Regions from separate parts of the Manis javanica genome. Here region 1 is linked to region 2. A link is a contact called in public Hi-C data. All regions are on one chromosome and are shown on one strand. Each heading gives the region's core, a stretch centred on a gene start, on an enhancer-like site or on the middle of the called end of the contact. The rest is flanking DNA. Distances are from core to core; before and after follow the strand shown. Region 1 holds the start of SMNDC1 (survival motor neuron domain containing 1). Region 2 holds the start of SMC3 (structural maintenance of chromosomes 3).

Evidence for each region. A called contact is a pair of places that touch in the nucleus more often than the background predicts.
Region 1: a Hi-C map of blood shows a contact between it and region 2, with 6 times the contacts expected there. The contact joins the promoter of SMNDC1 here to the promoter of SMC3 in region 2. A contact is called at or near these places in 2 of 2 Hi-C or Micro-C datasets (blood and fibroblasts).

Annotation. Positions count from the first base shown.
Region 1 is chr7:18,883,430-18,887,262 of MJ_LKY, forward strand. SMNDC1 (survival motor neuron domain containing 1) reads left to right here and starts at 2,572. Exons shown (of 6, transcript XM_017677535.3): 1 at 2,572-2,720. It overlaps LOC108407921 (a long non-coding RNA gene), which reads right to left and starts at 2,692. Exons shown (of 5, transcript XR_012133031.1): 1 at 2,531-2,692.
Region 2 is chr7:18,693,621-18,697,588 of MJ_LKY, forward strand. SMC3 (structural maintenance of chromosomes 3) reads right to left here and starts at 2,191. Exons shown (of 29, transcript XM_037001352.2): 1 at 2,026-2,191; 2 at 974-1,049. The coding sequence starts at 2,040.

The sequences.
Region 1 (3,833 bases), core at 1,322-3,821, 190 kb after region 2:
TACTATTAGCAATAATTCTATAATGTTTGAGATTTTTTGTTGTTGTTCTTTTGCCCTCAGAATATATCCTACTAAGAATTATGTAAGAGTGCTATGAAACACCACTTTCAAATAGGCCTAAAGAATGACTCGGCCATTTCTGATTCTTGTAAAGTTTTAGGCTATAATCTTTCTCAAACTAAATAAATTCTTGTTTTCTGTTTTTAGTGGCATGTTTTCAGTTCTTTATTGCTACAGTGGCAGTTTTCTGTTCTTTATTGGTACAAGTAAAATACAGAATAGCTGAAAATGCATATCTTAATACTAGCAAGGCAATGCAGAGTTAAGTGAACAAATCAGGATTGCTATGACTGATGAGCACCTGCATTGGTCAGCATCCATTTAAAGTTTTTTTTCTGTCAATCTTAAGTGGATGATGCCACTGGAGAGTCACCCCATAATATGGTTTCAATACACTGTACCCCAAAAACATTCAATATATCCAAAAGGCCAGTAGCTTGTCTTGCAATAAATCCCTGTGCAAACATTCAAGATACCTATTATGATTGAAGAGTGCAAACGGCAGAAGCAGTTACTATGACTATGGCCGCATCTCTTAATTCATCACCTTAGGCATCTGTCAAGATAGCAAAATATGTAGGCAAATCTGGGGCCACTTTTACTTAGAAAAGGATACAACAAAAGCTAAGTTAAAGAATGCAATCTCCCATTTAACTAACATGCATTAGTTTATTGCTAACATGCATTAGTTTATTGCATACTGCTCTGCAGTGGATTGGCACATTTCCAAAGGCAGCTTCTTCACTTCAACTTTCTTTAGTAGTGAAAGGTAAAACCATATATTCTGATGACAGTTTGGAGTCTTTAAATTTATTTGCTTACTGGGTTTCAGTAAAATAAATACCAGTTTTAAAGAACTAGAGATTTGAGATACTGTTTTTGGAAGAATAAACATGATTAAATTTGAGGATATTTTAAGAAAAATCAGACATTGAAAGTAGATTTTGATACTTCAAAGGAGGTGGTAATTCAGAATGCCTATTTGAAGTATCACTTAGTGAAAACTTGTACTTGCTCCAGTTTTGTCTTTAATAGTACACAGAATCATTGTGAAAATTAAATAAATACATGTAAAGTGCTTAGAAAGGTGTTTGGTACATAAAACTGTTACCTTTTTGTGAGAACTAAAATTCAGTATAGCTTTTCTTTCCAAATATAATCTATATTGCACAGAAGTAGAGATTAAAAGCAATCCTTTAAACAAAAGCTATCAAAACGTTACAGCAATCTATACTGGAGCTTAGAATAAATGTTTTCCTATTTTCTGATCTAGGGGGTTTGTGAAGAGTTATTTGAGAGATTTTTACAACTATATAATTTATCTTATATTTGAGGAAGATCCTTCAGGCATTAGTTCTTACAATACACAATTAGAGTAGGAGCAGTCAGTTGTATTTGAACAAATGTCTACTACATTAAGGAAAAGTATCCTTTCTGGTTTATCTTCCCTCTTAATTCTAGCTAAACAATGCTGCCCTCTGCAGTTAAGAATTTTCAATTCTTACAAATGGACTGCCACTCCAGTCATCGTAACTTTGGTCTAGTTTCCATCTCTATAGGTTATCTGACTCTGTATGAGGGATATGCATGTATATAGAAATAAGAAATGGGAGGGCCCCTTAAAAAAAAAAGCGAGATCGCACTGAAGCAAGATGTCACAGTCCAACACTTAGCCTATTTGAGAGGCGGGCCTTCGTAATGGTCCAGCAAGACTCCAGTCTCTCAGGGAAGGTTCTTCCTGGCATTCGTATTGTCTGTGTCTCAGGATTTTATCTTTTCCAGCTAGTTTTTTTAATTGTTAAAAATATATATATATAATGTAGAGAATAATCAGTGAAAGGTAATCAGTGAAAACATTTGGCCTCCCCTCCAAATCTCCAGATTCACGTATCCGTCCAGAAATATTTTATTACAAACATAATGCACATTTCTCTTTAAACACAAACGGAAGTATTCACTCCGCTTATCATTCAAGACTGTGACTTGGAGATTGCTACCCATCAGGCGAGATTAACCTATGTAATTAATTTAAACCAAACAGGTTCTAACGAAAGTAGGTTTTAAATAAATCAATCTCCCCGAGGTGGGTGTTGACAATTTGCGTTGCTACTAGGACAGCGACCGCACTTTGACAACCAAACACTAGTATAAAATCTCCGTTCCTCCTACCTCCCCACACATCTGGCCTAAGCAGGCACACGCCATTTCCCGATGGGAACCTCAGGAAACTCCCGACAGCACCACCCCTGAAACAACCCAAAGGCGCCCCACTCCGAACCGGAACTGAGTCGAGACGAACTCACAACCGGCGGCAGGAGAAGCCCAGTCACGCGTCTTCCTTCCTACTAAAACCCGCCCACTCGGCGTCCCTAATGCGAGTAAAGGACTGCAGCCTAGAGTGGCCTAAGAATCACGCGACTCCAGCGAAGTCTCGCGAGGGTTTTAAGATTTCTCGCGAGATTTGACTCACTTAAGTCTTCCTTTTCCAGCGTCCGGCTTTCCACCCTTCCCCCTCACCGCCGACCCAATTCTTCCTTTTCGGACGGAGTCGTTCTTGTCGCCGCCGAGATTTTTCCTGCTGCTGCATCAGCCGCCACGAACACCACTGGGATCGTTTGCCCCGACCCCTTCCCGCCGCCCCGTCCCTAACCCCACACAAGGTAACAAGCTTGGTGAGGGAGAGTCAGGCCGCGCCGGGCCTCGGCCTCTCCTGAGTGGGAGCGGAGGCCTGAGGCCGAGGCCGCGGCCGCGCTCGAGAGGCTTGGGCGCCGCTGGAGTGTTAGGAGCCGCGGCCTCCTCTCCCACCCAGGTGGGCCCGGAGCGGCCGCGCACCGGCGGAGGCTTTCCGTGCCGTGGCGACGAACGCCAGTAACCCACGGAACAGGGTGGGGTTGGGGCGCGGGAAGTCTCTTAGGGACGCCCTCGGCCTCTCCCTGCGGAGCCTCTTCGGGCGGGTGGGGCTTCAGCGCCGCTGGGGTCAGATCCGTTCGCTTCTCGGTTTCCCTGGAAGCTGATACTTGATTTCCAAGGTCTGAAATGATCGGCCAAGCCGTAGCGGGCTTTGAGGTTGGGTGCCTGGGAGGAGAGCCGCCTGGCTTCCCCTAACCTCTTTGGAGTCCTTCCAGATTCCAGGCTGTCTTTGGATGGTAATTGTAAGACAAGAGAAGGGACCTCGGAAGCCCCGCGTTGGTTCATAAATCAAGAGAGGATCCTTTCGTATCTTATTTTAGGGTGAAGAATGAGCCAGACTGGGTGAAAGGCACGTTCCTTAGAGTGCCTAAATGGGATTTGTGCCGTTTCTTTTACTTAATATGTTAAGTGCATCGGCACTAGTTAAGTGGCTGGGTGAGATTTTTGCTCTGGAGCAGACCGTCTAAATACGTTATTAATCGAATAGCTGACGTAAAGAGATGTTTTGTGTAGCTAATCCACAGGCAATTTGGTTTTGGAAGTATTCTTTAGTGCCTAAAAATTTTTTCGAAAGTCTTGACTCTTCCAACAAACAGCTTAGTGTTTTGTGTGTGTGTGTGTGTATTTTGGTGAAGCTAACAACCGCCCTGTTAATTGAGGCGAATACAGTACCTTTCTGTTACAGGAGTTTAAAATTAGAGTCTCCTTTTCCCTCTTATCTTTTGTTTTCTGTTTCTGTATGAAATTTATCTGACGTTTATAATCTTCAGAATACTTTGCCTTGCAGTTTGTGGTTTGGCTCACAGCTTTTCTCTGAGTTATGTGTAAAGGTAGTGGTGATAACTAAAGCTGCAATGAGTTAC
Region 2 (3,968 bases), core at 941-3,440:
AAGACGTATTGTGATAGAGATGGTGGCCTCCAGAACTAACCATGCTGGCACCCAGATCATGGACCTTAGCCTCCAGAACAAGGAGAAAATAAATTTCTCTTGTTTAAGCCAACCAATCTGTATTTTGTTATGGCAGACCTAGCACACTAATACCAATATACCCTGTGAGGACAATGGATAGCAAGCAGCCCTGTAGCTGTGTTAATAGCATTCAGTACTTCTGGTGTCCAAAAGCACTCCTTTCTCTATCCTTAAAAAATTTAGAACATCAGAGAACACTTGCTCGCTGTATCAGCAAAACTGTCATTACCATCTGAAGATTCTATAGACTAATTACATATGGTACGGCAACCGCCACTAGCCCTTTATCCTCACACATACACTTTTTCATTTAATCTTCCCAGTGAGACAAGGGTCATTGTCCTCACTTAACAAAAACACTGAAGAAAACTGAAGCCCCTTGGGGAGTAAAGCTTGAAAAAGAATACAGGCCAGAACTAGGACTTGGACCCTGTCCTGTTACTTTCCCAAATTTAAAACTCTCCCCACTAGTGTGGTCTGTCGTTATGTTGAAACAAGAAAGAAAAGAGAAAAACTGACAACAATCTAATTTGGGGAAAAAAGAAAAGAAAGGTCACCTTTGAAATAAGGCAATAGTCGACATTTTGATTAAGTGACATATCATGAACAGAATAGCTCAAATGTTAAAACTGTTATCCACTTTAAAGTCACTAAAACTTTCACACAAGGCTCACCAAATAAAAATAAGTTATGATTATCTTATCCAAGTATTTTAAACATATTAAATAAACAACTCATCAGTGCCAAGACACAGAAATTACTTCATACAGAAAAAGATAAAAATATATTCATGAAATATTCAAAGACAATTGTCTCCATTAAGCCTACGTATAGAACGAATTTAAGAGGCCACCGAAAAATAAATCTCACCTTGTAAATCATTAACACTTACCAATAACATTGTGTTTTGAACTGAAGGGATCTACAATTGTTTGATCTCTGTAACTTCGAAAACCCTGGATAATAACCTAATAAAAGAGATTTCTCTCAGAACACACACAAAAAGAAGTAACTTCTAAACTAACATTTTTCTTTTGCACTTCTTCCCTTTATGATTTCTCATTTAATGCAACATAGAAAACTTTCCATTTCATTTTGAAAAAGTCATTTTGGCAAGTGTGGGTTAAAAATCCAAGGACAGTCCGTTTACCAGTAACCATTGCCAGTGCTGATTTTTAGGAACCTGTTCAGGACTCTCAAGTCCACCTCCTAAGTTTCATTGGAACACTAACCATCCCAGTGTTACAGTAAAAGTGTATTAAGTGGCAGGAGGGCCCCAGCTTTCCTGACACACAGGCCAGCCAAAGAGGGTCCACGTTCCAATAAAGGAGTAGGAGTCCAACATATCCAAGAGAGAAATTTCCGAAAGAGTCTGAATGGGCTCTTCTTTGTGATGGACTCTTGCGCGCTAAGACCATTTTGACAGAAGTAAAGTGAATGAGGAGGCGCTACACATTCTGCAAGAAGGAAGGTCCCTTTGCTTCTCCGGGAACTGCAGCAGAGGGACCCTGGTTAAGCAGACACACCAGCCTGCGCCCCCAGGCCGGGGACACCTCCCCTCCACACAGCCCAAGCAAAAGCCCGCGCGGGGCCATGGCCGCAGGACAACGCGGCTGCCCGGCGCTGCCACCCCCGTTGTGTCACCAGGGGCCCCGGACCCCCGGGTCCCTCCCTCCCAAAGGCCCGCCTCGGCCCTCTGCACCTCTCCAGGCTGCAGCCTCCCTCAGGCCAGCGCCCTGCGGGGAGCCCGGGCTGCAGAGGCGCGCCGCAATTCTCCGCGGACTCCGTGCTCACGGGACGGGGTCTCCCGCACCCGCCAGCCCCTCCAGCCCCGGGTCCCCCCGAGCGCGGCGGTGAGAGGCCGCGGGTCACGCAGTGAAACCCCTGCCTCAGGGAGCGGTCTTCTCTGGCCCGCGAGAGGCGGGAAGGACGCATAGGCCTTACCTGCTTTATGTACATGGCTCCGCGCCCCTTGCGGGGGAAACGGCCTCCCCCAGCTCCAGAAGAACCAGCTCTGCGGCGAGGCCAGGTGAGGCGCCTGCGAGACCCCTCCCCCAGAGCGCCCGGCTCCCCTCCAGCCAAACAAAATGGCGGCACCCGTGGAGGCGGAGTCAGAGCCTCGGACGGAACCACCCTCGCGGCCCCCAGAGAGTGTAGGGGAGGTCCAGGTCAGGTCTGCTCTTGCTTTTCGGCAAAAGGAGTCTTCTGCGTTATCCTTAAGTATATTTCATTTGAGTCTTCAATTTGTAGCTGAACTTTCTTGAAACTTAGTCGGAAGCTTCCTTCGGAAAGGCCTTGATCGTGAGATTGGTCCGTCTATTCTCCGAGCGCGAAGCCAATGGTTGCGTCCACAGGGGGGAAAGGTTCGGCGCCAAAGCCGAGTACGACAGTCGGAGGCCCAGTAGCGCTGAGGGCAAGTGGTCACGTGGTCTCGGGTTGTTTAAATATGCGGACCCGCGAGCGCGCGCTGCTTGCCTCTACACCCGCGGAACGCTGGAGGCAGCCGGAGTTCGGTGTGCGGAATCCCCGCTGTTCTATTTTCTCTCGCTCTGTAACATTTATAAACTTAGAATGGCCCCCACTGGCACCTCACTGCCCCCCTATCAGGACAGCCGCGAAGGGACTTGACGCTCGAAAAATTGTTTTAATAGTGTGATAATTAATACCCCAGGGGCTGCTACTGCCCTATTTTTCTATTAATGTAGGCAGGCTTGGACAATTTAACAAAAGAGAGTTAATAAGAACAATAGTTTTGTTTTTTGGTTTTTTTAGCATCCTTAAAGATCGTGGCAGACCTGGGCATCTGATCTTTCTCAGTCTTAGGGGGAAAGCATTTGGTTAGAATTGGATCTCTTGGCACCTACACCTGATTGTCAACAGCCTCTCACGTCTGTCGGTCCTCAACTGCCTAGGGCAGTCCAGCCGTATTGAACTATTTTTAATAGCCTCCCAATTTCATCGTTGTCACCATCCCTTAGTGCTGACAGTGTCCTTTATCAAGCCCAGATCAAATCCTATCCATTTGATTAAAAGAAAAAAATCTTAAAGCATTTTTCTGGGATTTGCATCTCTAACACTCAATTTCTAACTGTGGGATTATAGGCATATTAATATTTAAAGTTTGAAGCTTCTATTTCCTAGACTATAAAATGAGGGTAGTAAGACCACTTCATATTTAGAATTAAGTATACAAGATTATCTTATATACCTAAATTAAATTACATAGGTATATAGATAAAACATGGTCATCAAAACATTTATGATGGTCTTCACAGTTTCACTTTCTTAGATTTTTCCATAATGAATCTTGTTCAATTAGTTTATATAATTTATACAGGCAGAAAAACTAAAGATAAAAAAACCCTAAAATACGAAAAGGTGATTTTTGAGAATTGGACACAGTTGTCTTTTGTTTATATTTATGTATTTATTGTCTGTCTCTTTCTACTATAATATAAATCCAAGAGAGTAGGGACTGTTTGTCCTGCCGTTTCTTTAGTAACTCATTCCTAGGAAGTACTCAATAAATACTTAGGAATGAAAAATGCAGGAAAGTAAAGTACTTACCACAGGGTCTGGCTCATTTATACCAGCTGTTGGTACTTAAAAGTTCTGCTCTGACCCCATCTCTCCCACCTTCTATCCCCATAGTAACTTCATTCTCTGCTGGGAAGCATTTAACAGTGGAACACATGGATCTCCCTTAGCAGGGGGGAATAGTTCATCAAAGCCATGTACTATCTGGGGGCAAAGGCCCTTCTCAAATGAAATCAACACCAAGGAGCAGACAACTGCACAATGCCTACTTGCTCACAGTCAAGCAAAGGAGTACTGCAGACTTTTTACTTCAAAACATCCCCTTCAATGTTTTTTTCTCCCTCAGCCCC